7 separate regions of the Mus musculus genome follow, and all the other regions are linked to region 1. A link is a contact called in public Hi-C, HiChIP or PLAC-seq, Micro-C and promoter capture Hi-C data. All regions are on one chromosome and are shown on one strand. Each heading gives the region's core, a stretch centred on a gene start, on an enhancer-like site or on the middle of the called end of the contact. The rest is flanking DNA. Distances are from core to core; before and after follow the strand shown.

Evidence for each region. Promoter capture Hi-C pulls out the DNA fragments that hold promoters and counts their contacts. A called contact is a pair of places that touch in the nucleus more often than the background predicts. HiChIP or PLAC-seq counts read pairs in DNA pulled down with a chosen protein or histone mark. Capture Hi-C pulls out chosen DNA fragments and counts their contacts.
Region 2: a promoter capture Hi-C map of liver shows a contact between it and region 1, with 2.7 times the contacts expected there. The contact joins the promoter of Stom here to the promoter of Pbx3 in region 1. A contact is called at or near these places in 1 of 115 datasets of contacts at active chromatin or transcription factors (microglia) and 1 of 9 other capture datasets (liver).
Region 3: an H3K27ac HiChIP or PLAC-seq map of microglia shows a contact between it and region 1, with 6 times the contacts expected there. The contact joins the promoter of Zbtb34 here to the promoter of Pbx3 in region 1. A contact is called at or near these places in 2 of 39 promoter capture datasets (both in liver), 4 of 115 datasets of contacts at active chromatin or transcription factors (bone marrow-derived macrophages, microglia, pancreatic cancer cells and 1 more) and 1 of 9 other capture datasets (liver).
Region 4: a contact with region 1 is called in a promoter capture Hi-C map of liver, with 4 times the contacts expected there. The contact joins the promoter of Zbtb43 here to the promoter of Pbx3 in region 1. A contact is called at or near these places in 2 of 39 promoter capture datasets (hippocampal neurons and liver), 1 of 484 Hi-C or Micro-C datasets (CD8 T cells), 1 of 115 datasets of contacts at active chromatin or transcription factors (astrocytes) and 2 of 9 other capture datasets (adipose tissue and liver).
Region 5: a Hi-C map of CD8 T cells shows a contact between it and region 1, with 2.9 times the contacts expected there. The contact joins the promoter of Rab14 here to the promoter of Pbx3 in region 1.
Region 6: a contact with region 1 is called in a promoter capture Hi-C map of embryonic stem cells, with 3 times the contacts expected there. The contact joins the promoter of Cntrl here to the promoter of Pbx3 in region 1. A contact is called at or near these places in 3 of 39 promoter capture datasets (embryonic stem cells, erythroid cells and pre-B cells), 1 of 484 Hi-C or Micro-C datasets (embryonic stem cells), 1 of 115 datasets of contacts at active chromatin or transcription factors (astrocytes) and 1 of 9 other capture datasets (adipose tissue).
Region 7: a contact with region 1 is called in a Micro-C map of embryonic stem cells, with 5 times the contacts expected there. The contact joins the promoter of Lmx1b here to the promoter of Pbx3 in region 1. A contact is called at or near these places in 4 of 39 promoter capture datasets (the C10 cell line, embryonic stem cells, frontonasal cranial neural crest and 1 more), 6 of 484 Hi-C or Micro-C datasets (all in embryonic stem cells), 7 of 115 datasets of contacts at active chromatin or transcription factors (astrocytes, embryonic forebrain and embryonic stem cells) and 1 of 9 other capture datasets (embryonic stem cells).

The regions. Positions count from the first base shown.
Region 1 is chr2:34,370,644-34,373,641 of GRCm38.p6, reverse strand. It overlaps Pbx3 (pre B cell leukemia homeobox 3), which reads left to right and starts at 1,597. Exons shown (of 9, transcript NM_016768.2): 1 at 1,597-1,921; 2 at 2,745-2,818. The coding sequence starts at 1,722.
Region 2 is chr2:35,335,411-35,338,408 of GRCm38.p6, reverse strand. Stom (stomatin) reads left to right here and starts at 1,400. Exons shown (of 7, transcript NM_013515.2): 1 at 1,400-1,550. The coding sequence starts at 1,490.
Region 3 is chr2:33,429,749-33,432,746 of GRCm38.p6, reverse strand. It overlaps Zbtb34 (zinc finger and BTB domain containing 34), which reads left to right and starts at 1,423. Exons shown (of 3, transcript NM_001085507.1): 1 at 1,423-1,516.
Region 4 is chr2:33,466,934-33,469,931 of GRCm38.p6, reverse strand. It overlaps Zbtb43 (zinc finger and BTB domain containing 43), which reads left to right and starts at 1,400. Exons shown (of 3, transcript NM_001025594.1): 1 at 1,400-1,499.
Region 5 is chr2:35,199,508-35,202,505 of GRCm38.p6, reverse strand. It overlaps Rab14 (RAB14, member RAS oncogene family), which reads left to right and starts at 1,386. Exons shown (of 8, transcript NM_026697.4): 1 at 1,386-1,746.
Region 6 is chr2:35,108,037-35,111,034 of GRCm38.p6, reverse strand. It overlaps Cntrl (centriolin), which reads right to left and starts at 1,539. Exons shown (of 44, transcript NM_001379274.1): 1 at 1,406-1,539.
Region 7 is chr2:33,639,639-33,642,636 of GRCm38.p6, reverse strand. It overlaps Lmx1b (LIM homeobox transcription factor 1 beta), which reads left to right and starts at 1,539. Exons shown (of 8, transcript NM_010725.3): 1 at 1,539-2,195; 2 at 2,962-2,998. The coding sequence starts at 2,039. Gm39790 (a long non-coding RNA gene) reads right to left here and starts at 2,976. Exons shown (of 3, transcript XR_866136.3): 1 at 2,690-2,976; 2 at 2,407-2,567; 3 at 2,166-2,258. C130021I20Rik (Riken cDNA C130021I20 gene) reads right to left here and starts at 1,444. Exons shown (of 3, transcript NR_046275.1): 1 at 1,293-1,444; 2 at 1,036-1,161; 3 at 1-510.

The DNA.
Region 1 (2,998 bases), core at 348-2,847:
CAATTTGTCAGTCCAGTCCATTTCTAAACAAACTTGTCTGTAAGACTATTGTCTCGCTCTCCGCAGGTTCCGCACACCTGCCAGGGTAGTCCCCGGATCTCCAGGACTCGTCGAGTGTGCAAAGCGCAGTTAGCTTAGAAAATAGTCCTGGATTTCACTCTCTCCAGGTGACATGTTTCTGTGACCTTTCCATTTGCTAGCTTTTCAGAGAAGAGCTCTGTCCATGCGAAACCACAGGCTCCCATTCTAACTGGTCACTCCTTGAGGGACAGACAGCGCAAGGCCCTACTGCCAGCGCTAACTCCTTGTGCTGAGTTCGGGTTACCATAGCGACCGTGGGACGGGCAGGGCTTTTAGACCCTTTTCCCGGTCTCAGCCCAGGACTTTCGAACGCTCCAATTGGGACAACCCTTTCTTGGCTCTGTCCCGCCTCGTTCGGCGCTGAGCGCAATGCGATTGGCCCTGTGCTTGAGGCCTTGTGCCCAGAGGGTACCACCTCTTGATATGAAGAGCGGGAAAGTATCCCAGGCACTGTCCGAGGCGTGAAGCTCATCTCATGCAATGGGGGACCACGCTGTCGGCTACGGGTACACTTTATTCGGTCCTATATAACACCTCTAAGTCCCCAACTGCTAATAATAGGGAAGGAGCAGGATCCGGGGACAACACTTTGCTGGCTGGACTGACCGACCATCTGTGGAGTGCCGGCGCGAGTAGCCCATAAGGCTCCCGGGCTGGCTCTCAGGCACCCCACAGCAGAGGCCAGAGGGGACGGGCTGCGTTCTAGGGGCGGGGCCAGTGGCGGCGGCGGGAGGCGCAAAGCCCAATGAGAGAAGGCTCCGCCTCCGGAGGCGGGGCATCCGGGGCGCTCCCCCGCCCTTCAGCTCTCCCTGCCCCTCCCCCCGCGGGCGCCGGGGCCGCAGTGAGTGAGTGGCACTGGCAGCCTGTCAATCCCTCAGCCGAGCGGCCTTCGAGCCCGGTCCACAGCGGCTGCTGACTGGGTGCGCGGCACCGGAGGTGGCGGCGGCGAGTTCTCCCGCCTCATCAATCTGCTGTCCGCCCGGCGTGCGGCCCGCCGGGGCCCTCCACCGGGCTCCGTGTCCCCGCCGCGCCGGCCCGCCCGCTCCCAAACTTTCCTCCTCCGCCCCTCTCGCTCCCCGCGGCCCGCCCGTCGGCCTCCTTCTCCTCCTCCTCCGCAGCCCGCCGCCGCCGCCGCCGCTCCCTCCCTCGGGGCCGCCGGTGCTCCGATCCCGCCCGGTTGAGGCGGCGGCGGCGGCGGCAGGCGGCTGAGGGAGGGGACCGTTCTGGCTGGCGCGGGCGGCGGCGGCCGCGGCGTCCCGGCAACTCGGCTGGCGCTGAGGACCAAGTTGTGCGGGGCCGCCCGGCGCGGCGAGGGGCGCTGAGGAGGCAGCGCGGCGGCCGCGTGAGGGCAGCGGGCACCACCGCCTCCGCCTCCGCCGGCGAGCGCGCCGCTTCCGCCCGCCGCTGTCCTCAGTCTCCTCCGCGGCGGAAGCCGGAGCCGGACGCCGGTCCGCGTCCCCTCAGTCGCGGGCCGCGCCGGGCCAGGCCGCCCCCTCCCGCGCGGGCGGGGAGCGCGCGGCCGCCTCCCCCTCCCCCTCCCCCTCTTTCTTCTCCTCCCTCGCCGCCGCCGCCGCTGCCGCCGCCGCCGCCTCAGCCTTCGCCTCCGCCGCCGCCGCCCGCTCCCGCCCGCGCGCGGCGGGATGGACGATCAATCCAGGATGCTGCAGACTCTGGCCGGGGTGAACCTGGCCGGCCACTCGGTCCAGGGGGGTATGGCTCTGCCGCCTCCCCCTCACGGCCACGAAGGGGCGGACGGCGACGGCAGGAAGCAGGACATCGGCGACATCCTCCACCAGATCATGACCATCACCGACCAGAGCTTGGACGAGGCGCAAGCAAAGTTGGTGTCGTCTCATTAAGCATCTTTTGTGTGTGTACGGGAGCCGGGCTCGGGTCCCGGCTGGCTCCCGGGACCCGGGCCTCAGTTGCGGGCGGGAACTTTCTCCGCCCGCCGGGCACTTGCTGTGTCCCCCATCGCGCGGGCAAAGTTGCTCGCCGGGCTCGGGACAAACTCGATCATTGCTTCGTCCGTGCCCTGCTGCCCGCCCCCCTCCCCAGATTTAAACCTCCCGCTCGGACCCCAGCGCGCTCCGCGTCCCAGCCGGGTCCGTGGCCGCACCGCAGGGAAGTGCAACTTTCTCCGCCTGCCCAGACTCCGGGCACCCACTCCCCTCGGCCCAGTCCGGGGTGACCGGCTGCTTCCCCGCACAACCCTGTGCGGGAGCGCCAAGTTCTCTAGAGGGAGGGCCGCTTGGCAAACTTTGCGGAGCTGTCACCCGCTGATTATTAGCCGCCCGCTGGCCGCTGCGCCCGCTCCTCTTGTGGAGCTTGGGCGTTGGGGTTCCCTCCGCTCCGGTCTGGTCCCTTGGGTCCCGCCGCGGCCCCCGGAGCGGAGCCTCATGCACGGGTCACTCCTGTGTACGCCGAGGCTTCTGTCGAGCCAGCAGATGGGTCACGCTGCTATCGGGCTGGAGCTCTCAGCCGCTAGAGCTTGCCGCCAGTTGCGAACTAGTAAACTTGAGTTTTTGTTGACTTCCCGTGGTTCAAAGGAGCTTTTCCAAACTGGGGGCCGGTTTTAAATCTTGGGTCTAACTTAAAGGAAGGCGCCATATTATTCCAATAGGTGATGCTAATACCTTTGTGTTTTGCTATTTGTTTTTTAGGAAACATGCTCTGAACTGTCACAGAATGAAACCGGCGCTCTTCAGCGTCTTGTGTGAGATCAAAGAGAAAACAGGTAAGACTCTGCTGCTCACAGTGGGCCTGGAGACCCCCGAGGTGGGGTCAGATCTACTCCTTCGACTCTCCAGTTGAGAGCTGCTGCTTTTGGGCACCGCCATCTTTGATCATTCTTTGCTTCCCACCTCCTGATCTTGAGAAAAAAAAAACAAACCTGCAATAAATCTGGAGTCTATTT
Region 2 (2,998 bases), core at 151-2,650, 960 kb before region 1:
CTTCCCACTGTCACTTTCCTGCTTTCTTCTGGACAATATCAGTGTTCCAGAGCTATAAAGTCAAGGGACAGCATTTCATGAGAGGGAACCACCACAAGGCATCTGGAATTACACAGCAAATACTGTGTGTGTGTGTGTGTGTGTGTCAGAGAGAGAGAGAGAGAGAGAGAGAGAGAGAGAGAGAGAGAGAATGTTTCCAAGAGGGAGCTCTCAGCAGTGATGAACTAGCTCTGTATCTTTATAACTGTGTTTATAAGAATGTATATACATGTGATAAAATGGCATATTTGAATACTTATTCTGTCAGGGCCAATTTCCTATTTTGAGACTGCACATAAAACAGATTTAACTATAGGAGTAACATGAATAGAGGGTCCTTGTGACCACTATAATGTCTTTTCAGCTTTCTGTGATTCTATGTTTATTCAAAATAAAATGCCTTTTAAAAGTTTATTTTGTGTACCTTAATATTTCCCTGAACAGTTTGCATTGGGACAGTCCAGGGAGAAAAACAAAAACAAAAACAAACAAACAAAAAAAAAAACCAGCAGTGATTTTTCAAACATGAGGTTTTCAGTTACAAACTGCAAGGGAGGCAACTTGAGACTGGGAGGGTTCTGGCAAGTGCTTCCTCCAGAGCCTGGACACTGTAAAATGTAATTTTAGAATCCAGGCCCGACCTTTCACCTCTCATGAATAAGTCTGCCCCCATTCCAAGGTTGGCTCTTTCAGGGGACATTTTTCACGGGCCACATCCTTATTTATAGAAAGAAGCCTTTCGGTTTTGATTAATCAAATGGGCTCCGTGCTGTTGCTTTCGAAACACCCTTAGCTTGTTTGTTTGTGGTATAATACAAACTTCACGAGGGCTGGCACTGTGTCCACCTCTGCCCACTGCATCAACTGGGAGGCCCTCGCCTGCTAGAGGCCAAGCGCTCCGTAAGTTAATTTTGTCTGAAAAAAGTAATGTACCGCCTGGAAATTGGTCTTCTTTGGGGCAAGAGCATTGACGCGAACTCCTTCCTCTCACTGCCTACCCGATGTACCAGGCTATACTCAGCACCCTCAGCACGCCCCTCAATCTGCAAGACCCCCACTACAAGAGGACGCCTTCCCCCTCACTAATGCCTGGAATCACAGGATGCCTTGCACCGCTCCTCAGCCCCGCCCTGTTCTCACAGCTTCTCCTCGGATCAACCCACTGGAAGCTGGAGCGAGACTCTGGCAGGGCCTTAAGCATTCTGGCCTCACTGTCTTACCCTCCTAGTATCTGCCTGCCAACACCCCCTTCAGGCCACGCCCCCTCCGGTCACGCACTCTGAGGGCGGGAGAGGCGTGTCTTCTCCTCCATTCCCGGGCACCTATTGGGCGGGCCGCCAGCTGGGGGCGGGACTGCACCAGAGCTTGAGCCCCTTCGTTGCTAACGGCTCTCAGTAAAGCTCCGGCTTTGGGAACTGACGAGTTTTTGAGCGACTCTGACTCCAGCACTATGTCTGACAAACGGCAGTCCAGCCATGTCCAGTCTCAGCGGATCCCTGAGTCCTTCAGAGGTGAGTCTCTCGTCCCCCGCACAGCCTCTTCAAGCCCCCCTCTGGGTCCCGAGACCCACCGCCTGCAGTGAGAACCCCCGCAGACCGCCGGCGTGCCTCCACTGCACTGTGTGCGCTTCGCAGAGCCGTCGTCTTCTTCATTCCTGGGTTCTCGGGCTGATACATGATGATTTGGGGGTGCTGGGGTGCAGCCTGCATGGCAGTCAAGAGGGCGCACTCGCGCGGCAGGGGCGTGTATCCATTGCTCGGCACCCTAGCAGGCAAGAACTGGCTTATCCTTTGGGTCCTAGATGCCAGGTGCCTATCACCAGCGCTTCTTTATCTCGGGCGGTGCACGCAGACCAGGACAGACCCTGGCAGCCAGGAGTGGTAGAGGCGCCTCTTCTGCAGCTTCAGCCTCCTCTGCTCATTCTTGTTTCTTTTCTGCCCCAGCGCCTGGGAGGGGAAGCAAGCAGTCCCAACAAGTAGCCTTCAGCAATCCCTACGTGATCCACAGTCCTCTGAACCAGGGAAGAACTCCCACCCTCTTCCTGCCGTCCCCAGCTTCGGGAAACTAATCAATTTCCTAGTAAAGGGCTAGGCTTCAACCTATGACACAGTAGGCGGTATAGGCAGAAGAAAGGAGGTCTCCCTGGCTTTCCTTCCAGTTCCATTGTCTGTCCCATACTGTGTCCACTTTTGTCTTAGAGATCTCTCCTTCCAGGTAAATAGCTCACCACTCTTCTGGAGCCTTCCTAGTTTTGAAGGCAAGAACTGTTAGCAGGCCCTCAGGCTATCTTCTATAAAAAAATTAGAGCCCTTGAGCGAACTACCTCCTTGAGCCTTTAAATTGTATAACTCCTTGGGGTCAGGAGATGCCCAGTAAGAGAAAATAAACCTCGCAGGAGTCCTGCTATCCTCCTGGGAGCTTTACTAATCTAAAGGAATTATTTCTAAAGATGGAATTTCAGGGAGAATGACACGGTGGAAGAGATTTAGGAGGCTGAGTGGGCTTTTCCATCATCCTGCGGAGACAGCTGTCATCCATTCGGATTATTTGCAAAGCCAACCTGGCCTCCCATCTAACGCCCATCCCCCTGCCCAGAAGCATCTTTAACTCTTTCTCAGGCGAATCTTGAGGATCTCAGATGGCTCCAGAGTGTTGTAATAGGAAACCTACAGGATTCCATCCTCGGGATTATGCAGAAAAGCCTGTGTGTGTATCATTCTCCATACTTTAACCCTTCCCCCAACTGGGAGCATAGCAAAATTAAAGAGAGCCATAGCAAAACTGACCCTTAATAGGCTAAGCACTACCCTAAGTGTTTTATAATGTGATCTTATTGAGTCCTCACAACTGATACTTAGTGACTTAGTCACAAAGGCTTAAAATTCAAATGTAATTCTAAAATGTGAACAGGAGAAAAGTGCCAAGTCTGCCTCTTCAGTGCTGGTCTCTGGCTTTAGAT
Region 3 (2,998 bases), core at 174-2,673, 940 kb after region 1:
CAGTCCTTTAAGACATTTGGCAGGAAGGCCAAATCCTTAACATTTTAGACTCCATTGTCCTTAACACATGCAAGCACTGTCACCGTCGAGAAACCAGATTGTTACCCACACATTCAATAAGAATCAGTTAAAATGATGAGCCCCAGCCGGGTGTGGTGACGCACGCCTTTAATCCCAGCACTCGGGAGGCAGAGGCAGGTGGATTTCTGAGTTCGAGGCCAGCCTGGTCTACAGAGTGAGTTCCAGGACAGCAGAGCTACACAGAGAAACCCTGTCTCGAAAAACAAAAAAAAAAAAAAAAAAAAAAAAAGATGAGCCCCCAGGCTGGGTTCACAGGGAAACAGAATCTCATTGCTGTGGACATTGTGAACAAGCCCAGACTTCCTGCCCGAGGTAGTCTGTTTTGTTTTGCTTTTTCTTCTTCTTTTTAGCTGTTCCTTTTTATTGTATGTGCTGGGTGTTTTGTCTCCATGTATGTGTGGGTACCACGTACATGCTTAGTGTTGGGAGAGGCCAGAAAAGGGCGTTGGATCTCTAAAACAGGAGTTATAGACAGATTGAGGCCTGACATGTGGTGCTGAGAATTGAACCTAAACAGTCAGCTGTCTTTTTAAATTAGATATTGTCTTCATTTACATTTCAAATGCTATCCCAGTCAGCAGTCTTAACTGCTGAGCCATCTCTCCAGCCTGTGGGTTCTTGTATTATTATTATTTGGTTTTTCGAGACAGGGTTTTTCTATAGACCTGGCTGTCCTGGAACTCACTCTGTAGACCAGGCTGGCCTTGAACTCAGAAATCTGCCTGCCTCTGCTTCCCAAGTGCTGGGATTAAAGGCGTGTGCCACCACTGCCCGGCTGGGATCTTGTTTTAAAGCCAGATAGCCTTCTTTTTGCAGAAGAGAAAAGCTGCCCAGGTAGTTGGGCATGGGGACTCACACTTGTAGTGTAATCCTGGGTACACAGATCTGTTTGAGTTGAAGGCCAACCTTATATATATAGTGGAATTCTGTTTTTTAAGACCTTGTCTCAAGGCAAGACCCTAAAATAATAAAAATAGAAATAAAGAACTTAAAAAGCATGGCTTAGCAGGTCGTAGGTGTGGGGCTTTCCACAGGCTTAGGGTCCGGGTGCACACGGTCGAGTCCTGCTCCGGCCAGCAGGTGGAGCCAAGGAGAAGGCGGGCGGAAGGCCACGGGCCGCAGAGTCGGGATTTCAGGCTCCAAACCCGGGTTGCTGTTCAGCTACCCGCCCGTCTACTGGTCGGCCTGCAGCACTAGCCAGGAGCTGGGATTCCGACCGGCCCGCCGCGAGAAGTCCGGCCATATCGACACCCGCCCGGGTCCGCGCCTGCCCGGAAGCGCGGGCGCCGAGGGGGCGGGGCCTGGAAGCGCTTCCGGGGGCGGGGGGCGCGGGCAGGGGCGGCAGCGGGAGCGGCGGGGAAGGGCCTGGCGCCGGCGGCGGCGGCGGCGGAGGGGGCGCCGCGGGCGGGCGATGTGAACGCGGCGCGCGGCCCAGGTGAGGCTGGCGGGCTGCGGGCAGAGGCGGCAGGGTCGGGGCGACCCGTGGGGCGGCTGTCCGACCTCCCCCGTGAGCGCGGCGGGACGGGGGAGAGGCTGCCTGGTCAGTGTCGGGGCCGGCCGGGCGGGGTCTTGAGGCCCGGGCACCTGCCGGAGGCCAGGCGCTTGGCCCCGAGGGGTGGCGACCCGGGGCAGCTGCCCTGCACCCCTCCAGCCTCCGCCCCGGGCGGCTCGCTCTCCCTCCCGTACCGAGGGGTCTTAGTGACCGTTGTCCCCGGAGAGCCAGGCCCGGTTTGCGGGGGTCAGCGGGAGGCTGCCCAGGAGCCGCTGCCTCTGGCCATCGCCGTGTGCCAGGTAAACAGGCGGCGCGTGTTAAGCTTGGCCTGGGTGGTCTGCGTGGCCACTGGCGCAGGGCTGAGGACGGACTGGGGAGGGGGCGTGTTAAAATACTGCTCGCCTAGGCCAGGTGACTGTTAGGGGGCTACTCAATTCTGGGACGCCCCATCTTGAGGTTTTCAGCAAGTCTTTCCCATTCCATGCTGGGCCTCAGTTTCTCCATGTAAGAACTGAGAGTTTAGATGAACTCCCTACAGACCTCTCATGCTGTGAATATCTGACATTGCAAGGTCTATGCCTGGTTCAACACGCTGGGCAGTTCTACCGATGTCTCCCCCTCCACTCCAGATGTAGACTTTTTAACCACTTCGTGCACTTTGCCTCGGGGAGGTTTAAAATGATTCCCAGAAGGGTTTTCTTGGAAATAGCTTTACTGATCCTTCATCGTTCCTTGCTGCCGTCCGTAGTTTTCCCGTGGAGCGTTTTGCATGCAAACATTTTGCTGTCCGTATTTGCCCATTCTCTCTTTGTTCCCTAGTCTAGGCTGTTTTTGCTTCACATCTGGATTATTGCAACAGCTTCTTAGTTGGTCTCTGACTCCAGAGGTTTCACCCTCCCCCATCCTTCCTTTATGCTAACGCCAAACTTAGTGTAGGAAGTTTAAAAAAAATAGTAGAGTGCTTGCTTAGTAAAAGTCAAAATGCAGTTGAGTGGTGGACGAAAGGAGTTGAAGGTACAGTGAGTCTCCAAGGCTTTACAGTGGGTGTTCAGACATTGCCTGTGACTAGGTGATGTCTGTGACACAAGGCCACGTCCCGTGGAATTCAGCAGGAGAGGTATAGGTCAGCGAAGGGTGGTACTTGAACTGTGTGTTAAAGGGGAGTAGGATTCAGATAGGGAAAAAAGGATCCTATGGAGTTAGTGATTAGTGCAGCTTCCTGGCCGAGGAGGGGTAAGATGGGAGAGGAGGCGTAGGAAAGGTTGATTAGGCTTGGTTCCTGAAAGATCTTGAACACTAGGCCAAAGTTGAAACTATTCTAAAGGCAGGCATATTCCAAGAAGAGACCAGGGTTGCTAGAGGTGGAAGGAATAGAGGCTAGGACATAGGAATAGTGAGCTAGGGGGCCATGGCAGTCAGAGCCAT
Region 4 (2,998 bases), core at 151-2,650, 900 kb after region 1:
GAGGCATCTCTCCGACCCCAACCCCAGCCCCAATTTTTTCTTTTTTATATGCATGTGTATTTGTATGTGTGTTCATGCAGATGTGGTTGTGCTGGTCAAAGGAAAACCCCTAGTGCCAGCCACTCCTTTTAGGCAGGTTCTCTGTTATTCTGAAACTCACTGATCCCTGCCTCCACAGCACTGGCGTTAAAATCCTGCCACCACACCTGCTATTTTTATATGGTTCTGGGAGTGAATTCAGGTCCTTAAGTTGCAATGCTTTGTAAAGGATTTACCAACTGAGCCATTCCCTTAATCCCCACGTTTTTTCCCCTAGCAAGATGTTCCGCACCTGTTCCCAGTTCTGTGCTTCAGTATTTGTTTTCTTTCGTTTTGTTTCCCCGAACTTCTAAAAAAAAATTTTTTTTTTTAATGTGTATGTGTGTTTTGCCTGCACACAAGTCTGGGTACTGTTTGCCTGCCTGGTGTCAGTGGAGGCCGGAAGAGGGAGACAGATAACCTGGAACTGGAGTTAGGGAGGCTGTGTGCCACCAGTTGGGTGCTTGAAATTGAACACAGGTCCCCTGGAAGAGAAATGAGTAGTCTTAACTATTGAGCCATTTTTCCAGCCCTCCCAGAATTTCTTTGAATAATTCTCTCGGGGAGTCCCAACCTCCTCTCTAAATACGGCTGAGTTCCAGAGCCCAACCAAGAAGTAGGCGTGCAAGCTGGGCGGTGGTGGCGCAAGCCTTTAATCCCAGTACTTGGGAGGCAGAGGCAGAGGCAGAGGCAGAGGCAGAGGCAGGCGGATTTCTGAGTTCAAGGCCAGCCTGGTCTACAAAGTGAGCTCCAGGACAGCCAGAGCTATACAGAGAAACCCTGTCTCGAAAAAACCAAAAAAAAAAAAAAAAAGAGAGAGAGAGAGAAAGAAAACAAAACAAAACAAACAAAAAAACAAAAAAGAAGTAGGCGCACACCTGGGAAACTGACCTAAGACACAAATGTGTGTCGGGTCCAGCTTGTGTATCCACCCTACACCAACTATGGGGAACACATCCTTGCAATCCTGATACTCAGCAGGTGCAGGTACGAGTGGATTTAAGTCCAACTTAAAGCCATCTTGAAATGTTATTACTTTTTTTTTTTTTTTTTTTTTTTGGTGGTGGTGGTGGTGGTGGGGTGAGCGTATAAATTGCAAGAGTCAGTCTTCCACTAAGGCTTCCAGAGCTACGAACTCGAAATTATCTCACTCTTCGAGACCATTGCGCAGACGCCAGTACCCTGCGCGTGCTCTCCTGAAGACCCGCCCCGAAAGCACGCCTGGAGCATGCGCACATCCCAGCGTCGACGACACGCCTCCGGAAGCACTGGCAATTTCGAGGGCGGGATCAGAAAGCGTATCCGAGGGACGAGAGGCTCGGGCGGAAGTTGTCCCCGCGGTGGCGGCGGAGAATAAGGCCTTGGTACGGCAACGGGGACGCTCCGGTAGGCTGGAGCTACGGGCGCGGAGCCGTCTGAAGGTACTGCGGGGCGGGGAGGCTGGGCGCTCGCGCGGGAGGTCGCGGTCGGGGTCACGAGTGGCCGCGACACGGGACACTGCTCTCCCTCCGACGGCGGTGATGCGGGACGGCGCGAGTGACTCCGAAGCCCCGGCGCCCCGGCTTAGAGTCCTGCGGCCTCCCGGGCGACCTCTTGGCCAAGGTCACCCCGCGGCAGGTGCACCGCCGCCTGGAGCTCTTGGAGAATCCGCCCCCGGGGCGACCTCCGGGTCGAGCCACCCACGCACGAACCGACGCCGCGAAGGAGAACCTCGCTGCCCTGAGTTTCGCCTCTTTGTCAGACCGTTGTCACCTGTTTTGTCCTCACCTGGCCTCTTGTCAGCTGGAGTTTATACTTTGCATCTTTGGTGGTGACAACCTTTGGACTTTGTCTTTACCTCTGTCTCCTCCCTTGCCTCAGTGTTTTTTGACTCTGCTTCTGCCCCCTCGGGCCGCCCTCTGGTTCAGGGCCCGAAAGTCACACTGACTTCTTGGTCATTTGTCTGTCTGTCTCTCTGTGTGTGTGTGTGTGTGTCTGTCTCTCTCTCTCTCTCTCTCTCTCTCTCTCTCTCTCTCTCTCTGCCAATGTTGTGTTCTTGTTCTCTCCTTCCCAACTGAGTTTGTTTAGGCAGGGCGGGCCTTGCCTGGACCTCTGAGCCATGGAAGGTGACTCATGACCCTGTAAAACTCCCCTGGCCGGGCACCATTACCAGTGGCCCGATCACAGTCTGGTCTCAGTTCTGACAAGTGTCACCAAACCTAATAAAGTGTCAGGAGCTACTGCTTTCACGGTGAAGGCCCATCTCAGGATCTAGGCAGTGGTTTGCGCAGGTCTCCACAACTCTTTGCTCTTTCCAGAAACCCTGGGTGGCCTCCAGGGCTGTTTGGAGCTGCTCTGTTTAACCAGGCCAGCATCTACAGGCTTAGGAAGGACTAGACTTCCATCTGCCTCTGAGACCCTTAACTTAGCACAGTAGCAGAGTTCTAGGAGCAGTTTACTGAAGAACTTAGAAACCTAATAGGAATCCATTCCCTGCTTGTTTCCAAAGTATTGTCTGAGACAGAGACACCATAGGGAGGAACACTGAAACTTTTGGAGTGGAGTGTATCTGGAATAGACAGGAGATGAAACATATTTTATCAAGTGCCTGAGTCAAGTAGGCTGCCTCAGTGGATACAGAGTTTTAAGAGATGGAAAGAACGTTCTAGAAATGGTTTGTGCACAACAGTGTGAATGCTACATAACTAACTCTGGTTTGCAACATTTAGTTGAATCCTTTGTAGCAATGCAAGCCAAGCCCTTCCCAGCAGCAGGTTCAGCTGATGTGGAGTTCCTTTCAATCTTGTAGCAGCAGTTTTCCCCTCCCTCCCGGCCCCTCTGGAGTCAGTGCAGAGATCTACTGAGGGGCAGCTTGAGAAACACATTACCTTTGACATGCCAAGAGCTTGTAAAACTGGAAAGATACTCCTTATTAGAGTAG
Region 5 (2,998 bases), core at 137-2,636, 830 kb before region 1:
TATCAAATAATAATAGTCCCCATTCAAGGTATTATATGCCAGGAATTTTGTATGCATTGTCTATTTAATTTTAACAAGAAAGATAGGAATTAGATATCACATCCTTACTTTGGAGAAAAGTCTGAGGACCTGAGAAAGTAAATGACATGTATAAAACTGTTGTCTGTATCATGTATTTATCAAAACAAGAGATTTTCAAACTGCTATGTATTTTTCTAATGACATCTCACTTTCCTAAGGCAGAACCAGTTTACAACGAAAGGTTTTAAACGCTTAGAATTGCGACTTTTCTTTGGGGGTTCTGGAAAGGGCCATTTTATCCACTAGGCATGGTAGGGATAATGGTTACAGTCCATAGTCCCTTCAGAGACACACAAGATATGTACCAAATCCTTTAAAATCATGGGGGGAAACCTGGGTGTGATGGTGCATGTCTTTAACCATAACACGGGAATACAGAGACTGGCAAATCTCTGCAAGTTAGAGGCCACCCTGATTCACATAGTGAGTTCCAGGGGAACCAGAAGTACATACTGAAATCCTGTATTGAACCCCACTCCACTCCTCAAAAAAAATCAGGAGAAAAAAGGTCAACTTCTATGCTGAAAAAAAAAATTGCTTTGCTTTGCGTTATTAACATATCCATCCTTGTGGCAATGTAATTGTAAAATATAAATTAAACGTAAATGTAAGATAAATAACGTAAATGTCAAATAAATAATAAGATAAAAAAAGGAAATGTAAGATAAACGTAAATGTAAGATAAGTAAATCCACATCCAGGTTCTACAAGGCAAAAAGACGAAAGACCAAGAAAGTGAAACTGTTGCTTTCACCAAGGTGTCTTGGGAAGGTGGGAGTGGGAAGTGTCTTGGGAAGGTGGGAGTAAAAATGTCAAGTTTCCCTCTTCCTGTTGCTGGTGTCCGCAAAGCAAGGTTAAGCTAGACAAAGATGAAACACAAGAAAGGGCCACCTCCTAGCTACATGATTATACAAATGGGTTGGTCAATGTGAACCACCCTTTTGCCTCTGATGGCACGAGAAGCGTCTCTGGGTGTTGGCCAGCCTTGTTCCTACTAGTCTCCAATTGGTCTGTAAATGTTGAATAAATGCAGTAAATACGTGTGTGTTCCAGAAGCCGGTATACAGAGGCGGCCCAGTGATAAGCAGTTACGCGTATTAAAAATAGTTAGGTCTCTAACGGCGACAATTCTGGACAGACACTGTCAACCCTTAGAAAACAGCGTGCGAACCTGCGCAGTAACTCCGCCGGGAGGCGTGGCACACGACTACGCTTGCGCAGGCTCCTTTCCCCGCCTCCTTCAGGCGTGAGGACCAGTGGGGGCGGGCCGAGGCCGAGGCGGGTCTACTCCGGAGGGGCGAACTGACGAAGGGGCGTGGCCGTCAGGTTAGTCTCCACCACCCTCTTCCGGGCTCCGCTGGCTGCGCGCGCATCCTCCCCCCTTCTTTTGTGGTCCGGCCCATTGCGAGGGTGACAGGAAACCCTGTGCAGGGAGCGCCGCCATCTTGGGCCAGCCCGAGGAAGATCCTGAGGGAGCCGCAGGAGCAGCCGCCGCCGCCACCGCGACTGCCACCCGAGTGTCTGCAACCTCCGGCCAGCCCGCCTACCTGCCAGGGCCTCGGCTGACGGATTCCGGCCTCCCTCCCGCCGCGTCCGCCCTCCGCTTCCTCGTCCTGACGTCCCCCTCCCGTCCGGAAAGCTGCCCAGCCACCAGCAACCCCCCAGGTAACCAAGGCCTTCCGCAGGGGCCGCCGGAGCCAGCCTCCCAGCCCGGCCCTTCCAAGGGGCGGAGGCGAGCCGAGAGGTAGGCGGGCGGCGTCCCGGGCTGGGCCCCGCAGGCCGCGGCCAGCCCGGGGGTCGGCGGAGGGCGCCGGCCTGACAGGACTCCGCGGGGCGAGCTGTCGCCCGCGCCGTCCCGGGCGGCTCGCGCTCCCTGCCCGCAGCCGGGCTCCGAGGCGTGCAGGGAGGGTGTGTTCCCACCTCATCCGTCCGACCTGCGGGGCACAGCCGCGGCCTCCGCAGGCCCGAGTCTCGCCGCCTTTGCCCGCGGCTGTAGAACACCCCCGCAGTGTTGCCCCACGCGTGGCGCGCCGGCCTGCCACCCACGAGCCCCCAGCCGTGGCAGTCCCACCCTACAGGGCCTCAACAAAAGGCAGCGCTTCGGCGTCTCGGGCTGGCTCCCGTGTCCTTGTAAGCCACCGCTCTGTCGTCCCGGCTGAGGATTGGGCGTGTGGGACTGTGCGCGAGGTTCTCCGAATCCCTGTAAAGTCCCTGGCCAGCCTGCACTGGTTGGAACCTAGACAGCATCTAGAAAGAACGAAGGGAAAAAGTTTGGGCATCTCGAGAATTTGAGAAAAGACGATGGAACGGGAACGCTAAAACTCCAGTGTGTGCCAGACACGGGTTTAGGTGTCTTCACACATAGCTTGCTTGCTTCGAGTGCCTTTTGAGAGTTTTCCGCATTTTTTTAATAAGGGGCGAGGGACGGACCGAAGCCAGAAGTTGTCCTGTAGCTGAGTAATGATGGAACACAAATGATGGCTTCTCCCTATCCTGGCTGGTATGTTTTGTACTACAGTACATTCCACGAGGGCTGAGATACACAATACTGGATCGGTTCAGAGAGGAGACAACTGAATTCCATTTTCTCTCCATTCACACTGGGTGAGAACTGATAAGACCCAAAATCTATCATGTCAGCTGCTACTCTGGCAAATGCTCCTTGGAGGAGAGGTGGTGGTAGCATGTCCTCCGTATTTGTGAAGAAAGCTATGTTCTTGGTGGCTGCACAGCCAAGTATGGAAATTCTTGGAAAGTTTACTGGTCATGACATGTTGTTTCAATTACCTTTTATGTAAATGTGATTGTTGAGTACAAATTTGACCCATTAATAATGCAGCTTCCTCTTTTCCCTTCCCTGCAGCAGGCGATTATCTCGGGAATTCAGTGTAACTAGGAAATGGCAGAACCCAAGGCA
Region 6 (2,998 bases), core at 290-2,789, 740 kb before region 1:
AGCTAATTTTTAGGAAAAAAAATATTTAGTGAGATAGTATATTAAGTAGTTTTCAATCCAATGACAAGTTGGTATCAGAAAAGGATATTGTAATAGAATGTTGCATACAAATCTTTATATAAGTTGAATTTGGCCTGAGGCTGCTTTCCTTTGGCCTTGAGTTTCCCTATAGCCAAATACTACCTTCATGTACAAAACGAAACTGAAAGCCCAGTTTAACAATATACTTTTGAAAAAACTAGCTGAGTGTGGTATCAGACCATCTTCAAATAAGACAAATGCTCATCTGCAACCAACGAAGCTGTCCTTGCAGATTCTATTTCTGTCCATAAGTGCTGTCCATTCTCAGAACCCTGATTCACTGAGAGGGTCAGCCTATGAGATAGTGTGTGTTTCTACATGCAGACTTCACAGGAGCTATGGCAACTCAGGGAGGGAAGCAGGGGTGTGGAACCATCACTTAATCTTTCAGTGATCCAGGTTTCTGGAACCCACTGAATACTTCCCTAATTCTATAGGAATCATTACTTAGAAGTAATAATTTACTAATCAGGGGAAGTAACATAGGACCTCATAATAATTTAATGAGGATTTGATAAGAATAATTCTAGATGGTTTATAATTTCAGATTTTTTAAGAGAAGACTATGATGTAGGATACAAAATAATTGAATTGTCTAGTGATATAGAATGCACTGCAACCAGAGACATGGGAGCCAAATAAACCCTTTCCTCCCGGAGTTGCTTTCTGTCACAATGTCTTACCACAGCAATGGAAACCTTAACTAAGACATCTAGGAAGTGGTTAAGGGACATGCCCAGAGCCCCAGTGAGATGGCTCGGTGGGTAAGGGCATTTTCTGTGCTAATTTGACGTTCTAAGTTCTGTATCTGTAGCCCACGGAAAAGTGGAGAAAACCCGACTCCACAAAGTTGTCCTTTGCCCTCCATATGCGCATCACGATATGTGTCCCGTGTCCGTCCCCCCACCCCCATCATCCACACATGCTTCAAAAAGGAAAAAAGGAACAAGCTCAGAGTCACAGAACTGAGGTTAAACAGCAGAGCCCTCAGGACCGCCAGCCCATCTCCATCGCAGTTATCCCGCAGACGGTGACACACCCCGGCACTCTTCCCTCTCTGCGGGAACCTCATCCTTCTAAGCGCCGCACCCCAACTTTGCGACTCAGCAGCGCCCCGACCTAGGCTGTGCACGCCTCTCCTCCCCTGCCCTCCCTCCCCTGCCCACGCCGGCCCCGGCCCTCCTCCTTCCCGTCCAATCCCCTTTCCAAGCACACTCCCCCGCCCCGAATGCGTCCGGAGCCGGCACACCTCACGCTGGACCAGGGCTTTCCGGCCTTTGCCGCCCGCCACCCAGGCTCGGTCCGGACGCCGAAGTACACTCACCGCCTCAGCACGGGAAGGAACGGCCTAGCGGGAGGGGCGAGGCGGAGACGCCGGGATACTTCCCCTCAGGAGACCGACAGCACAGCAGCCATTTTGTTGTGTTGTGCCGGTTGCCGAGAGGGCCAGCTTGGTGTGGGCGGGGCTTGTTATCGCCACGCCCCCGACACGGACTAGTGGACGGGACGGGGCGGAGGCGCTTCCCGCCACCCTTGCCGCCTCTGCGCGCGCTCAATTTGGGGGTGCGAAGCTTCCGGGTATGAACCTGGCGGGCTGTGGTCAGCCCTCTGGGCGCCGAGTCTGTGAGGAGAGATTTTTTCCACTGAAGCAATGGGGGAAGGCTTACGTTCCTCTCCCTAAGGCAACAACCGGAGGAACCAGTATGGAGATGTTCACAGCATTCGATCTTGGGATGATGGAAGGCAGGCCTTGAGCTCTCCCGTGTCTCGATGCACACTATCCTTTACGCGACTATTTTGGAGGCAAATTGTCATACTTGGAAACTGATCGAGCCGGACGTGGCTGCACCTCAAGACTGCTTGGGCTCCAGTGACCATTCACTTGAGCTATATGATCCTAGGATTCACAGTCCAAGAGTGCCCCTTATGTTAGTACAAAAGAACTAAAGCAAGCATTTACAGAGACTTGAGCAGATCATGCCCCAAAGAGCAGCCTTCTACTGTATTTCCTAATTGTCTGCACCATGTGCTTGCGGAGGCCAGAAGAGGGCATCAGATCCCACATAACTGCAGGTACAGACCTTTGTGAGCTGCCATTTGGGTAGAGGAATCGAACCTGGGGCCTCTGGAAGAGCAGTTATATGCTCTTAAGCACTGAGCCATCTCTGCACCCTCTCCATCATCTTTCTTAACTACCTTGTTCTCCAGTCAGGCATTAACGTTTCCTTTCTTTACCACAAACTTCCTGGCTCATTTTTCTAACACTTTTACAAATTTCCTTTCTGCCTCAATTTCTACTCTCATGTAACATATAATCGTCCCCATTTCCAGCAGTTAACCTTAATGATTTGAAAGAACTTAGAACAGTAGCTGATAAGTCTAATTTTTATCATTAAGCAAGACTTCTTAGAAGTCAACTTTCATCTTAACTCTGAAAGAAGAGTTTAACCAAGGGCAGGTGTTTGCTTGGCAAAGAGAACAGCTTGTACAAACCCCAGGAAGGATTGGGAAAGTTGGCAATGAGCTGGACATTAAGTAATTCAGGGCGGTTTGAAGAAAACATAAGTAATGCACAAATGCAGTTCAGTATGAATTATGCAAACGTCTGGTGTGGTGACGCTAAATATGAAGGGGAACCTTTTAAGCAGCATGAAGCCTGTTTGTAGAAGCTGAGGTCGTTTGACCTAATGGGAAGTTCTGATCATTTCCAGCAGGAGGCACTATTGGATCTGGTGGGCATGGTCCTCTCTTTCTCCGCAACTTTGCAGCACAATTTTTGGCTGTTGGAAAGCAAACTCTATGCAAAGATCTATTTAACCTTGAAAGGACTTTGGACCTATTTTCAGACAAAGTTCAGATGTTAGGTATTAGTTCAGTGTACATTGGTGAGATTCTGGTCTTTGGTACTTGTCTTTCA
Region 7 (2,998 bases), core at 290-2,789, 730 kb after region 1:
ACACACTCCGATACCCACCGACACACACGCAGGTACTGGGGTGGGGCGGTGACCGCTAATCCTCCACAAAGCCGGGCCCCTCCGGGGGGCCCCCCCAGCACAGGGGGCCACTTCTGACCAAGCCTCCCTCAGGCTCCAAATCTGATCCGCCCTCTCGCCTCTAGCGGGGTCAGGGGACCCGCCCTCCGAGCCCTCCATCCCCTCCCGGCTTCGCGCCGCTGCTCCACAGCCGGAGGGGCCAGGGCCGCCCAGCAGCAGCTCGCAGGGGCTGTTAACTCCTGCCCTGGGACCGCACCATCCCTCCTGCTATTCCAGGACGAAACCCGCGCGGGAGTGGTGGGGCCGAAGGTACCCTGTTTCCCGATGCGACGTCTTCTAGTTTTCTCGCGGATGTCTGGCCGGATGCACCCAGGAGTCTCCAGCTGCGTGCCGCTGGCCTTGCGTTGCCCGCTGTCGAGGCCCACTTTGCCAAGGGTGGCCAGCGCTCAGTCTCTAACCCTGGCCAGGTCCCTTAGCCACAATGAAAGGGCACCGATTTCAGAGGTCACACAGATTTCCTTAGAACGACTGTACCCATGCCGTTCCAGGCCTCCACCCCTAGATCTTGAGGACACCACTTCTTACCTGCCCCTCATACTCCAAGCCTTGGGAGGCCCAGCCTTCGCCCACTGACCCCGGCCGGGAACAAGATATCTTTCCGAGCCCTGTTGACCCTCTTAACACTCTCTTGGTCTCAACCCGGGCCTGACCGTCCTCTTTCACCCAAGATCTCCCATTCTGGCTATGAGAGCCCCCTCAACTCATTCCCCCGCCCTATTTCTGCCAGGCCTGGGCTTTTTGGGACTACTTACTCAAACTACAGCCCTTACACCCCCTCCCCAGGTCAGGGTTCCCTTTGGCGAGTCCGGGGCCAGCGGTTCTTGCTTACATTTGATGTTCCCCATCCCTCGACCCTAGGAGCCCTCTCAGCACACCAGGCTGTCCGGTGCAGGCCCCGCCTCCCGAGGGGACACCAACTCAGACCCTGCGACCTACCTTAGACTACGAGTCCGGGTTTGGGCCAGCCGCTCCCGCCTGGCGCTGTCCCCTGGAGAAGTCGCTGCGTTCCCCGCCGTCCTCACAGTCTGGCCTCGCTTGGGGCCACTCCTCTGAGCGCTGGAGCTTAAAAAAAAAACAACAAAAATATTAATAATAAAAAAGGCAAGAAAGAAAAAAAAGAAAGCCTGATTTCCCCAACTCCCAAATCAATTTTTCAAGAGGGGTGGGGCACAGGATTTGTTTCGATGGCTAACCAAACTTCTGCCAATGGTGGACAGGATGGTCGCCTGGATTCAGGGCGCGGCACGGGGTGCAGGACGGGGGCTAAGGGAGCCCTCCCGCAGGGAGGGGGGGAGGCGACGGCACTATTTGACGTGGAGCAGCCGGCTCATCCCGGCGCAGTGATACGAGGCGCACCAATGAGTTCAAATGTCAGGAAGTTTGAGGAGGGGTGAGGCGGCTCGGGGCCGGAGTATCCCTCCGCCGCCAGCCCCAGCTCTAAACCGAGCGGCTCCTCGGGCGCACCATGGCACTGGAGTAGTGCGGGGAGCGCGCCTGGAGCCCCGCGGCCTGCTGCGCCCCGCCCGGGACCCTGCTGCGACGCCCGCGCCCCCCCAGCCCGCGGGGCCGCCCCTGCACCCCCGCCCCCTCCCCCGCCCGCCGCCGCCGCCGCCGCCTCCTCCTACTCCTCCGGGCGGCTCCGCGTGCCGCCCGCTGCTGCAGCCGGGACCCGGGGCTGACAAGCAGGTGACAGGCGAGCAGCGAGTGCGCGTGGCTGCGAGTAGCCGGTAGAGAGCGGCGCGCGGGGCTGCCAGCCGCCCGGGCCCTCCCGCACGACGCCGGGGCCCGGGGCCAGCGCGCCGCCGCTCCACGCTCGCCCCGGGGCAGCGGGCGGCCCCGACCCCGCGGGCGCCGCGCCTCCCCGGCTGCAGCGGAGCGGGCGGACGGGCCGGAGGGTGAGCGGCCCAGCCGGCGGGGTCCGCAGCGCGCCGGGCGTCCCATGGATATAGCAACAGGTCCCGAGTCGCTGGAGAGGTGCTTCCCTCGCGGGCAGACGGACTGCGCCAAGATGTTGGACGGCATCAAGATGTTGGACGGCATCAAGATGGAGGAGCACGCCCTTCGCCCCGGGCCCGCCACCCTGGGGGTGCTGCTGGGTGAGTGCTGGGTCGCAACGCTCGAATAGTGCGGGTCAGGGGGTAGGGTTGTCCGTCGTGCCGCTGTGGATACCGGCGTGAGGGGCAAAGAATAAAGAAAATAGGTTTTCAGGACGTGGGGAGGGGGTCCGGACCCCTGGAATGACCACCGGAGGGGTAACAAGCACACCGAGACAGAGCTCCCTGAGGGGAAAACGTTCAGGGACGTCACCTAGACAGAGGACTGAACAGCCTCAGCCGTCACTCACACCGTCCTCTCCGGGTCTGGGTTCTAGTGCTGCTACACTGGACTGAGCTGGGGTGGGAAGCGGGTGGCAGGGATGCTGGAGAACCAAGTTGTCTCCTTAGAGCCCGGGAGAGAGGCCAGGTCACCTGGGGAAGGGGAGCTTTTAGAAGAGAAAACTATCCCCGGGTCTATCCCAACCGCGGTTCTTGGGGTAGAAGGTTCCAACAGCATCGTGGGGCGTGTCAGCCAGCGAGTGTCCTGGCCTCACCTCGCTGGTTGGGTTCCAGCCGGCCACCCCGCGCGGAGCTCCTTCTCGTTGGTAATAACACCATCCGCTGGATCTCCGCGAGCGGGGAGAGCGCAGCGCCCAGCCAAGGCTGCAGGCCCTCGGCCTCACGGCGCCCCAGCTTACGGAAAGGAGCGTGCTGTCTAGGGCTGCCGGGTCTCTGGCTCGCCGGCTGGGGTCCTCAGGCGACGGGAGGCGCTCCGGGGCTGGGCCAAGCGGCGCTGACGGCCCGGCTCTCGCCCTGTGCGCTGCAGGCTCCGACTGCCCGCATCCCGCCGTCTGCGAGGGCTG